Regions from separate parts of the Sus scrofa genome. Here region 1 is linked to region 2. The links are chromatin contacts, called in public Hi-C maps. All regions are on one chromosome and are shown on one strand. Each heading gives the region's core, a stretch centred on a gene start, on an enhancer-like site or on the middle of the called end of the contact. The rest is flanking DNA. Distances are from core to core; before and after follow the strand shown.

Region 1 (6,365 bases), core at 2,346-4,845, 190 kb before region 2:
GGTCCAGGGCCTTCTTGGCAGCCTCATCCTCTGGGTAGAAGAGCAGGACGCTCTGGACATTTTCCACCGCCTGGGACAGATTCCCCACTGGAGAGAGAGAAATAGGGTGGGGGGTGGACAGAGACCGAGCCCCGCAGTGATGTCTGGGCGGAGGCCAGGAGCCAGGCGGACAGGAGCAGAGCCCGAGAAGGTGCTGTCCCAGTGCCAAGTGACTCCAAAGCCCCCATCCCACCCGGCAGACAGGCTCACCCACTGCTTCTTTCCAAAGCCTGCTCTAACCTACCTGAGCTGCACGGGCAGAGATGAGAGGAGAGAATAAAGGAAGGTGAGAAGCAGAAGAAGCCCTGTGACCCATCGCTTGCGCTTTTCCCACCGGTGCCAAAGGACAGCCAACTAGAGTCCTCCTGAGGTGACCGTCCCCATGGAGCCCTGACCAGCTACAGATGCAGAGACGGATGGAGGGATGGAGAGACAAGGCTGAGGCTCCCCTCAGAGGCAAACGCTCACGCTCCCCGTTTCCAACCCCAGTCACCCCCAGGGCTCACGCTTCCCCCACTGACCCTGAGCATGGGCCTCATGCAGCCGCCTTAGCTGGCTGGGAAGGAAGTCGGGGACAGGAAAGCTGCGACCAGGACGTGTGGCTGTGTCCCCCACGCAGCGCTGCCGGCACTGCAGGACCCGAATCCAATGCCCTGTGGGGGGTACACACACACACACACACACACACACACACACACACACACACACACACAGGTCGCTCAGCTGGTAATGCGCCTCCCCCAGCACCGTGAACCCCCGCACTCCAGCTCCTTACCAGCAATGGCCTCATAGAGACCCCCCTGGCTCCCGGTGCCCTCTTCCTCCTCCTCCCTCTGCTGCTCCTCAGGCCCCTCACAGCCAGCCCGGCAGCTCTCCATCTGGGCCAGGCTCTCCTGCAGGGCCTCCTCTAGCCGGGGCAGTGCCAGCCCGGCCTCCTGGCGCCCCAGTAGCTCCAGGCCAGTGTCATAGGCTGCCTGTTGGGGAGGGGAGTGGTCAGTCACCTGTGATGCTGGGGGAGGGGGTGCCAAACTAGACTGGGAGGTGGAAAGGAGGGGAGGGGTGTTGGTCTCATTTGGGGTCTGGACTCCAGATTTCAGTTCGCCTTGGGGAATACAGGGGCGGGACTCAGAACCTGAATGCTAGAACAGGGGACTTCATGATGCTCGGGGAGAAAACAAGTCCCAGAGAGAGACTCCTCCACAGGGTCAGTGAGGACAGGTGCCCAGATTTATTGATTTATTTAAACATTTTTAGGATTAGGGCCGCACCTGCAGCATATGGAAGTTCCTGGGCTAATGGTCGAATTGGAGTTGCAGCTGCTGGCCTACACCACAGCCACAGCAAGGTCAGATCTGAGCTGCATCCTCAACCTATGTCACAGCTTGTGGCAATGCCGGATCCTTAACCCACTGAGCAAGGCTGGGGAAGGACCTGCATCCTCAAGGACACTGGTGAGTTCTCAACCTTTCGAGCCACGATGGGAACTCTGACTATACCCAGATTTCTTGATGCCCAGTGCACAGGGCTCCAGTCCAGTGAGGCCTGTGTACCCAGCCAAGGGCTGGGAGCGGGACACGGGTCATGCTGAGGGTCTTACCCAATATGAGGGCGTCTCCAGGTCTCGGAAGCTCTGGGGCCGAACCCCAGGCATCCGTCGGTACTTAGCCATGTCCTCCTGCATCTGCAGGTGTGTGGGGTTTGCTACAAAGAAGGTGTGCGCTGCGGCCACGGCCAGGTCCAGCTTCTTGAGCTGAGAATCGAGAAGGATGAGGGAGTCAGCCCTGAGGTGGGGGGGTCAAACTCTGCCCCCTTCCCAGCCTGCCCACCCCAGATGCCCCTGGCACTGCCCAAGAGCCTTCAGAACAGCCCACCTCCCAATCTCCAGACCCCCAGTATGTTGGGACAATCAGGAGTCTGGTAGCTAAGAAGAAGGGGTCTGAAGAATGGAATGGGTGGGATATGGGCAGAGGGATCTGGGTTTGAAGTCTGGGAGATAAGGTGGAAGTAATGGCTGAGTGACATGGGGACATGGGGCTGACCTGAGCGACCAGCAAAAGCCGCAGGTCTCTAGGACCCTGGGCTGAGGTGTGGGTGACCAGCGCCCCCCTTCCCCGGCCACGTAGGCATTAGTAGGCAATAGCTACCGTACCAGTAGCTGCGCAGTGTCCACTGCCCCCGCCCCCAGGACACCGGGCCCCTCAGCCCTGCCTCCCTCTTCTTACTTTGCCGAAGCTCTCTCCTGCCCAGAAGTGGAGGTTCACACTCACCCCCCACCCCCGCCCTCATGCTCTCCAGTCCCTAGCCCCTCCGCCTCGTTCCCAGGAAGGGGCGGCTGTCACCCCACGAAGGTCCCAGTAAGACTTCCTAGAACTCCAGGCCCCTCCGTCTTCTACTTCCACCCCGAGGCAGGACGCCCATTCCAACTTTGCTCCCACTCTCCCGAGGCTGTCCCTCTGCCACCTCGATGGGTGCTTGCCGCGGTTTGATATGAACGACTCCAAGGGAGAGGTCCCATCAGCACGGCCCCACCCGAGTCCGGGCGCTGGCACGCCGCCCCTCCCGGGAGCGGGAGGAGGACAGCAGCTGGGCGGGGGATCCCTGGGGCCGCGCACCTGGTAGTAGGCCCTCTGCAGGTAGTTGTAGGGTTCCCGGCGGCGGAAGGCGTCCCGGAGCGTGCTCCCCACGCGGAGCCGCGCCGCGCCCCCCGGGCCCAGCCTCCGCGCGGCGCACTGGGTCAGGCACTCGGCGCGCCGGAGCGCGGCACGGAGTAGCAGCGGCTCCCAGGCGCCCCGCGCCGCTCCGGGCCCCGGGGCAGCGGCGAGCAGGGCGGGGAGCGCGGCCCCCGGCTCGGCGGCGCAGCGCTCCTGGCAGTCCCGCCGCGCGCGGCCCAGCGCCACCCGGCTCCGCAGCGCCTCCCGCAGCAGAGCCACAGCCGGCGCCCAGGCCCCGGCCGCGTAAGCGCGCAGCCCGTCGGCGTAGAGCAAGTCGGGGGCCTGAGGGGGCGCCCCCGGGGACAGCGGGGCCAAGCCGGGGGGTTCGGGGGACCCCGGGGGAGGCAGCAGCAGCAGGAGCAGCAACAACCAGAGGAGCCGGAGCATCGTGTCAGAGCCGCCGGCCGGCTGCCCGAGGGAACTGCGGGAGCCGAGAGGGAGAGGGAGGAAAGGGGGAAGGGAGAGGGAGGGGAAAGGAAGGAGAGATGGAGAGGAGGGAGGAGAGGAAGAGGGGAGGAAAGAGCGGCACCGACCGGCGCTGATGGAGCCGAGACAACCCTGGGAGAGGCCGGTCTGGGAGACAGGAGTCAGAGAACGCCTGGCAGAACGTGGTGAAGCGGGCTTTAGGATAAGCGAGGTGGCAGGGACGAGAAACAGACCGTGGAGCGAGCGGAGCCGATGGCTGGCACTGGAGCAGGCCTAAGGCACCCTGAGGAGCCTCTTAGGACTCCGGACTCCAACTCCAGAGGCCCTTGGGGCGGGAGTACCTACTGCAGCAATGTTCCCCTCCAGCCTAGAGTCCAGGAAAGGGAGCGTGCCTGCCTCCCACACACCCAGCCACCCACGCAGGCTTTTGGAAAAAGAGCTTTAGAATGCAGCAGGGGGGAGGATAAACTCCAGGCCTGTGACACCAAGTCTGCCCAAACCCTTTCCTGCCCAGAAAGTGGGCACACACAGATTTGGGAAAAGGAGGCAAGCTGAAGCATGGGAGGTAGAGATGTCCTGTAAAACCACCCCTACGATCTCAACAAATATCCTTCACACCCAAAACCAGCAAGCTCAAGAGTCTCCCCATACCCCCCACCCCAGCAGGAGATGCCCTCCTAAGCCTGTCTCTGTGTTGTCCGCGTGTCTCTCTTCCTCTGTGTATATTTCTGCGCCTCTGTCCACTGTCTCTGCTCTGTTTTGTCCTCTCTGAGCCATTCCACTCCCCAAGCCTCTGACCATCCCCTTTGCCACCACAGCACACTGGACACAGAGGTTTTCATGGTAACACTTCAGACTTTAATACATTTTGCTAGGGATGACGGAAGGTGAGCTGGGCATCCGGTGACGGGATGACAGCAGGAGTTCCAGGGCCCCCGATCCAGCCCATCTCCTTAGAGTCTGGAGGCAGCCGCCTTAGGCTCAGGTATAGAACGAGGTGTTACCCACCCAGCCCCACCTCCTCTCAGTCCAGCAGGCCCACTTGGGCTCAAAGGGTCAGCTGGGGGAAGATGGGGTTACCTGGGCCCCAGGATCCTCCCCAAGCTCGTGCGCCCCCCTCACCTCCTGTCAGGGAGCAGCGTCGCCCTGCACTTAGGCCCAAAGGAAGTCCAATGGCTCTGCTCTCAGGGGACCCAAGGGAGAGTCGGCGGGGTGAGATGCCCAGGGGCCTGGGCCGGCGAGGAGAGGGCCCCGGCGAGGCAGTCGGAGAAGGCAGAGGCGTCTCGTCAATGAAGGTGGTGATCTCCTCTCGGAAGAAGCCTGGACCCCATGGAGGTCCCCCACCTGACCCCAGAACCCCACCCTCCAGGAATTGGCGGAGGCTGGCCAGCCCCCCACCTTCAGCCTCTTCCTCATCCTCCTCATCCTCCAGCCTTTGTCTCTGTCCCAGGTACTCAGGAGGGCCCCCTAGGGCCCGGCTCTGGGCTGGGAGGACCCGGATGTCATCAGAGGATGACCACTTGTGCAGGAAGGAGCCTGGTGCCCGAGGAGTAGCGAAGATGTTGGTCTCATCATGGGACAGACGGCGGGCCAGAGGGACCTGGGGAGAGGAGGAAGTAGACCCAGAGGTGCTGCAGGGACAAAGGGGGCAGAGGCAGAAACTGAAACGGGGACTCTCTGCAAGTGGCTCCACCCCTACACTTTCGCAAAAAAACGCCTCTGATGGGCGAGCCGGCTTCTGGCAGGTCTGTGCCCTGCAGGCCCGGACTAGGGAGGGATGAGAGACTGCAGAAAAGGAGGGAGGGGATACCCACAGTCGGAGGTGTATGGCCTCGTCCCATACCTGTAAGTAATGGACCCTCTCAAGAGGGGGAAAAAGCATGTGCCTTCCAGGCAGCAGCTTCACTTGGGCGGGGTCCCTGCCCCCTGGTCCTGTGGCCCCGTTGGCATCAAAGCGAACTTTGCACACTCGGCCGTCTGCATAGTCATCACAGCCCCCATCTAGGAGATAAAAGGGGCAGAGTGGTTACAAGCAGGGAATACCCACCCCCCAACCCCCTCATAAAGCTTCCACTCCCTTATAAGTTCCCTGGAGAATCCTCCTGTTCCCATTAGTCTGTAAATTCTAAGAGGAAAGCAAGAGTCGCTAAGGGTCTGTTGCTTCATTGCGGAGCCCCTAGTGATTCATACATACCCACACACTTAATTGAAACAGTTGCCACACCCCCCCCCACCAAGAGCTGTCACCGTATGGTGGGGGTGGGGGGGTGGCGGGGTGGGAGGGGTGTGGATGCCCAGGGGAGAGATCCCTCCGTGCAGAAGGATGCAGGGCTTGTGCATCAGGGAGAGGACTGGGGAGAGGAAAGCAGGGAGTCGGCCCAGGGGTAGCGCAGGCTCTGTCCAGCAGGGGGCACTCCAGGGCAGCCCGTCCCCACAGAAGGGCTGGTAGAAAAGGGCAGGAAAAGGGAGCCGATGCCCAGGAAAGCCAAAGCCCAGGCCCTCCTCTGACCGTCGTCGCCATCCTCCTCGGACATGATAGCCACGCACTGCTCCCACACTGTGCGCACGTCGGCGCGGTAGCGCTCGCAGGACCAGATAAAGGACGGCAGCAGCAGCGTCTGTGCCATGGAACACCACAGCACAGCCAGCACCATCCACGGGGGCGCCGAGTCCGACTTCAGGGAGAAGAAGCTCACCACCTGGCGGGACGATGGCGGAATGGCACTGGTCAGGGCCCAGAGCCGCGGGGGCCCATCGGACCCCAGATAGGACATCCTAGTGCAGCTGAGGGGGCAAGAAGTCAGGAGGGAATCACATAGGGTCACCGACAGAGGCAAAGGTCGAGATGAAGATGAACTGAGGGGGAGGGACTGACTCAGAGGAAGATCCGAAGAGAGTACTGGAAAGAAAGCCCTGTGGTCCAGAGGGAGAAGAGCAGAGGTGGTAGAGCCGACTTGAAGACAGGCTGAAATTCAGGAAAAGGGACGAGATGGGCATGCAAAAAGCTGGGGTGGTGGGGTGAGCCCTCTGGGTTGCCACCCAGGAGTGCTCAAGACCCCGTGGTATCCAGAGGGAATTCCGGAGTGGAGCTTGGCAGCTGGATGACAGGTGGGGGGTGTGCTCAATAGTGGAGGAGGAAGCTGGACAGGGAGTGGGATGGAAGGGCGGATGATGGGGGGTGTGGACTGG
Region 2 (5,799 bases), core at 1,697-4,196:
TAGGGTGATTCCCGAAGCAAGCTCGTACCTCTCCTGAATTCATCTCTCCTTGCCAGTTCTCCAGTCCTGTGGTTTCCAGAGGAGGGAGAGTCAGCTGGCCAGGCCCTTTCTCTAGGGAAGTGAGATTAGAAGGGCCATACAGAGATGATGTGAGGTTCATCCCACTCACTTCTGGTCAGGAAGGGCCTCTCCTAGGAGTCCCTTCCGGTTTCTTTTCAACCTGTTCTACCACCACAGGTCTTGGACTTTTGTGAAAAAGGCACAAGAGAGCATAGGAAGATGTTATCCTATGGGGTCTGGGGGGAGGGGGGTGGGCAGCAAGGAAGAGGTGCCAGGACATTGATTTCCACCCAGGTCCTAGTTCTCTGGGGCTCGAGAAGAGGGAAAAGTGAGAAGCTACAGGCTCAGGTTCTCTGAGGGCCAAAGGATTTTCAGATTGTGCTCGCTCACTTTCTTGGGCTGGGTCCCCCGGCGTGGCTGCAGGCAGGATAGCTGCAGTTGGGGAAGGGGATGGTATAAGTTGGAAGGCTACCTTGTGACATAATAACTGACAAAGACATTCTGGAATGTTGACTTTTACACAGGAAGGGAAGATGGTTAATATTATATAATGATGCAGGGGTTGGGTGGAGAATGGGGCTTCAACAAGATGAGGATGAGGGCAGTTGGAAGTCCTATGAGACTTCAGGATATAAAATGAGAAAGGGTGTAAATGAGAAACATGGGGCATTGAGGGTAAGCAGAATTTGGTGTTCAAGCATGAGGATAATACTGGCATGTTGATGAGCCTCTCAGGAAGGAAGCACATGATGATACATAGCGTTTCAGTATTAGAAACACTGGATGGATGAATATTGCTTCGAAACAAAATCCGGTAGTATGTAGTGAACAGATAGATTATTTCTCTCTTTTTTTTTAATGGTCATGCTCAGAGTATGTGGAAGTTCCTGGGCCAGGGATTGAATATGAGCTGCAGCATCAACCTACTCGGGCTCCTTTAACCCACTGAATTGGGTAGGGAATGGAACCCAGGCCTCCACAGCAACCTGCACCTCTGCAGTTGGATTCTTAGCCCACTGTGCCACAGTTGGAACTCCAGATAGGAGATTATTTTGACTGTCCATCTATATGGTAAATCCTTTTGAAATAATTTCCCAGCCTCTAGGAGGACCACCAGGAACCTCTACTGGGATCTGATTTCTCCTGAGACCAGTTGGGATTTGTTTTATTCTCTGTAACAGGAAATTGGGAAGTGGAACTCAGTTTTCCATTGACAGCAGTCATTCTGTCTCCTCTTGTAGTTGGTTGTTTATGCTCCTTGAAGGGAAGGGGCACCTGTGGTCCTGCACTCTCCATGGTGCCTGGCTCTGTGCTTTGCTAGGTACTCTGTCAACATCTGTTGAGTGAACATGAGTAGCAGTGTTTAGGGAAACAGGAGGTCTTAGCTCTTCAGGTGTATATAGCATGATCCTCTGTTCACACTGTAGTGGGATGTCCATCCATAGGCGTGGCCTAGGATGAGAATGGACCACTTGACCTGAGGAGGTGGTGTGGGAAGGGGACTGCTGGAATGTTGAGAAATAGTCTTTAGGTGGGCATTTGTAATTATTATGGGATGCTCTGAGGTGAACTGAACTTTATGTGAATGGCTCATCTGACCAGCTTGGTATTTGGTGGGTCTTACTCAAAATTTAACTGGAGGTAAGTGTTGCTAAGTGTCTGGAGAACATCTGGATTTTGGTGGGATTGGGTGGGGCTCAGTCCAGTTCCTGCATGTCTGAAAATGATGGATGAGGAAAGCTAGAGTCTGTCCTAGACATCAAGAGACTTTGTGCCAGGATACTGCTTTGGGCCATTAAGGGCTGAAGGTGTGTACAAGTTGGGGCGGGGACAGGGCAATGTGGATAGCCTGCTTCACCCTTGCTGGTGTGGGAGTTAGGGTTTTAGACTGACAGCCTCTGGAGATGGGGGAGGGATGAGTATAAATATTATGGGATGCCTGACTGGAAAGGTATAGGGGTGGTAGAGATGAGCATTATGGGACCTGACTCTGGGTTGTGTTGGGAGTATTATTGTATGTTTGCTTGACCACAGGTTCTTTGTCATTATTATGGGATGTCAGGGTGTGGGTGGGGGAGTAAAATTATGGGATATCTTTCCAGTGCTAGAGGAAAGGAGTTTGGATGTCCATCTGTGAGGTGACTGTAGGGCTGTTGATCATTATGGATATCTCTGATAGAGGAGGAGTGGTTATTATGGGCTGTGGAGTGGGAATGAACGTCTGAAGCCTTGGGGTCGAGTTTTGAGGTTCTAGCCCACAGGGGCTGAGGGCAGCTCCCCAGGGGGTTGGTTATTATGGGATGTCAGTACAGAAAGTGGGAGACTGATTACTACGGGATGTGTGTGGGAAGTGGGAAGAGGCCGAAGTGTCCGTTGTTGGGGGGGGGTGAGTTTCTGACTATTATGGGATATCAAACTGGGGGTGGATGAAGAGTGGTTATTATGGGATGTCTGTGGGGGATGGGGATGAGTATTATGGGATGTGAGCATGAAGAGCGGGTAGGGGTGCTTATTATGGGATGGCCATGGGGAGGGAGAGGTGACGAATTATTATGGGATGTTAGCATTAGGGCCAAGAGTGAAGAAGTTGGCAAAGGATGGCTATTATGGGATGTCTAGGGGAGGGGTAAAGTGTTAGTTGCAAAAGGTCTGCAATATCATGAGATGTCAACATCCCTGGCATATATGTATATGTGTATGGAGTGCGTGCGCGTGGGGGGGTGATGGTTGTGGTGGTGGTGGTGGTACGGTGGTGGTGGTGGTGGTGGTGTCCGTGTGTATTATGGGATGGCCAGGAGGTGGGTGGTTGCCCGGGTGACACGCGCGCGCGCGCTCGAAGGGGGCGTGGCCAGTGGTTGCTGAGCGACGAGGGGGCGGGGGTTGCCCGGGAGACCTAGGGAGGAGGGTGGCGGTAGTGGAGGGGGGGTTGGAGTTGGTTGAGGTTATTATGGGCTGTCCGTGGGGGGGCGGGGCCTGTGCGGTGGGATTTCCCGGCCGGTGTTTCGGGCCCTTTAAGAGGCGACGCTGGAGCCGGAGCCATTTTCCCCCCTTCGGCCGCGGCGAGGAGGAGCCGGAGCGGGAGTGACACCCGGCCGGACCCTGCGCGACCTGCGGCGGCTCCGGGGTGAGGAGAGCGCGGGGTTCCCAGACAGAAGCCCCTCTCATCCCGACCGGCCCCGAGGGTCATCCCTCCACCCAGCCTCTCTTCGGGCGTCCCCGGACCCGCAGACCGCCCCCTGCCCGGGAAGCCGACCCTGCCTCTCCTTCCCCTGCAGGGCGCCCAGCCCCCGCCCTCGCCCTGCCCGACTCTAGCTCTCCGCGACTCCCACCTCGGGCTTTGCCTCCCACAATGCCCGGCGCCCCCCTCGCCCTTTGCTCACTTGCCCCCCGGGACACGTGGCCCGGCCCCCCGCCTGGTGGGAGCCCCGGCCCCCCACGCCCCTGCCTCCAGCCCCCCGGAGCGCCGAGCCTCCACGCCCCCTCGTCCCCGCGGCTTCTCCGGAGAACCCGAGTTGTCCCAGAGGACAGCCTTTGGAGAGCTGCCCTGTCTGGGGACTGGCCCCTCCCCAGGCGCAGGGAGTCGCCCCCCCACCCCCAAGTGACCTTGTGTCCCCAAGCGCCTCGCCGCCGGCCGCCTCCCCCGATCCTCCCCCCACCCCCCCCGCGCCGCGGCCACTCGGACCCCCTCCCCCGACACGCCCGGCTCAGTTCAGCGGCTTCTCCCCTCCCTACGCCGGCACCGGCTTGCCCTCGGGGGCGCCGCTTCCTCCGGTCTGGGGGGCTCCAGCCCGGGAGCCGGCTTCCGGGCTGCCCCTGGGAGTGTGGAACTAAGTTCAGCCTGAGTGGTTCGGGTGCCCTGCTCGGGTGGCTGAGGGGTGGGGGGGCCGGGGGTGGGCGGAAAGCGCGGCGGGGTGGGGGAGGGGGCCGTGCGCGTCACTGACTGTTCTCTTTCTCTCCCCCCTCCCCCGCACAGTGACTCGGGCCAGTGTCGAGGGCCCCAGGCCGCAGGCAGGAGCAGCTGGGCCAATTCCCTGGCCGGGAGCGGAAGGGGATGGCGTCGGGCCTGGGCTCCCCGTCCCCCTGCTCAGCGGGCAGTGAGGAGGAGGATATGGATGCACTTTTGAACAACAGCCTGCCCCCACCCCACCCAGGTAACATCTTCCCCAAGGGCCCCGGGCAGGAAGGAGCCATCTGGGCCCTCCCTAGTGGCTCCGTGAGGCAGGGTTGAGTTTCTGGGCTTGCTCTGTGCAGTGAGAGGTGGAGGGCATCCGAAGGGAGTGGTTCTCTTCTGCGGAGCTCTTGTGCGAGGGGGTTGGAAGCCATGTGCCTCCCGGGCTGCGCGGACCGAGATGCAAGCTTGCTGCACTGCCTTCGGGAATTGCTCTGCAGTTCCCGGTTGAGGGAGCTCTCTGGGCTGGCAGGCTTTGTGGGTCCTTGGAGGAATGCAGGTGGCTGGGACCCCTGGAGGCTGTGCAGTGGGGAAGGGGCTGGGTTGAGGATCGCTTTTGGAGGAGACCAGCCGGGCATCTCTGCCGGTAGGATCCTGTGATTGCTGCTGTGGAAAAGAAAGAGGGAGTGCTGGTTACTCTCTGATTATTTTTAGCTTCTGATCAGTTACCGGCTTTCTGTGCTGTTTCAACTGTGTGAAGTTTGAATTGCGCTCCGAAGCTGGAATCTAGAGTGCTCTTAGCCAGGCAGATTGCTGGAATGTTTTGAGTGGGGCTAGGAGTGGGATGTAGTAGCCTGCAGGGTATACTCCAAGGGACAGAAAGAAGAGAGATGACACTCTGGGCACCTCTCTTCCTCGGGCAAGTGGACTTAATCCTGGCTTTTTTCTCTAGACGGTTCTGCCCTGTGCAGGTAGCCTGGGGTTTGGACTGGTGGTGTGAGGTGTTTGTGTAGGTGTGTTGGGGGTTGTGTTGTCTGTGTTTTGGGGTGGGTCCTTGCACTGGCCAAACCCGAATGGTTATGCATCCTGCCTGGTTGGAATGGCTCTTGTTTGTCCTCAAGTGATGATTGGTGTTATGTGTCTAAGTGAATGTCTCTCTTCTCTGTCTGTCTTCAGATCCCTTAGCTAAGTCACCTCCTTGTTTCCTTGACCTTTTTTTCGTAGCTTTGTTTTTTTCTACGTGCTGTTTCTTCATCTTTTCTGTTTGTGGTTTTATTTTAATTCTGGAGCTTGCTAGTCCTGTATTTGTTTCCCATCAAATGTTTTTCACTTTTGCCTTCTCTCTCCATAGTTCCAACTGCAAGTTGAGGTGGTCTGGGAGAGATGTTTCTACTTTGGCACTTTCTAAGTTGGAAGTCTTCGCTTCAATCCGAGGCCATTTAGGAGAGGGTCAGTCTTGTCATTGAGTCTTCAGCTGTGGGGATGAGAAACTTAGGCTTGAGTCTCATCACTGTGTAGGGCGAGGTGGCAGATTTCTGTGCTGTGGCCCAAGGTGGGGTGGAGAATGGCGGTAGTGGTGAGGTGGTTCCATCCTGGCTTTGAGGGGCATGAGGAGTAGCCGGGCCGTCCAGCCAGCGTTGGTTCCACATCTTGGTTTCCCATTGGCCCCTTGGTCTGGGGCTGCCCCTGTGTTGATTGGGAGCTGTGCAGGCTCCCACGGTGAACTCTGCCCCAAGCTGTAGCGTGACCCAGTTTTTCCACTTGCCACACCTCATTCCTGCCCCTTTCCCAAATCTTCCCCTGTATCTCAGCCAGTTTGTCGCTTGCCGTATCAGTACATCTGCCTGAGA

What was found. A called contact is a pair of places that touch in the nucleus more often than the background predicts.
Region 1: a contact with region 2 is called in a Hi-C map of omental adipose tissue, with 2.5 times the contacts expected there. The contact joins the promoter of P3H3 here to the promoter of CHD4 in region 2. A contact is called at or near these places in 1 of 5 promoter capture datasets (liver), 10 of 47 Hi-C or Micro-C datasets (embryonic fibroblasts, epiblast stem cells, fetal skeletal muscle and 6 more) and 2 of 2 datasets of contacts at active chromatin or transcription factors (alveolar macrophages and skeletal muscle).

What each region holds. Positions count from the first base shown.
Region 1 is chr5:63,881,699-63,888,063 of Sscrofa11.1, forward strand. P3H3 (prolyl 3-hydroxylase 3) reads right to left here and starts at 3,596. Exons shown (of 14, transcript XM_005652597.3): 1 at 2,652-3,596; 2 at 1,637-1,789; 3 at 815-1,013; 4 at 1-87. The coding sequence starts at 3,137. GPR162 (probable G-protein coupled receptor 162) reads right to left here. Exons shown (of 5, transcript XM_013987412.2): 3 at 5,686-5,875; 4 at 5,020-5,177; 5 at 4,012-4,776. The coding sequence ends at 4,225.
Region 2 is chr5:64,068,681-64,074,479 of Sscrofa11.1, forward strand. It overlaps CHD4 (chromodomain-helicase-DNA-binding protein 4), which reads left to right and starts at 2,947. Exons shown (of 40, transcript XM_021092425.1): 1 at 2,947-3,184; 2 at 4,034-4,211. The coding sequence starts at 4,112.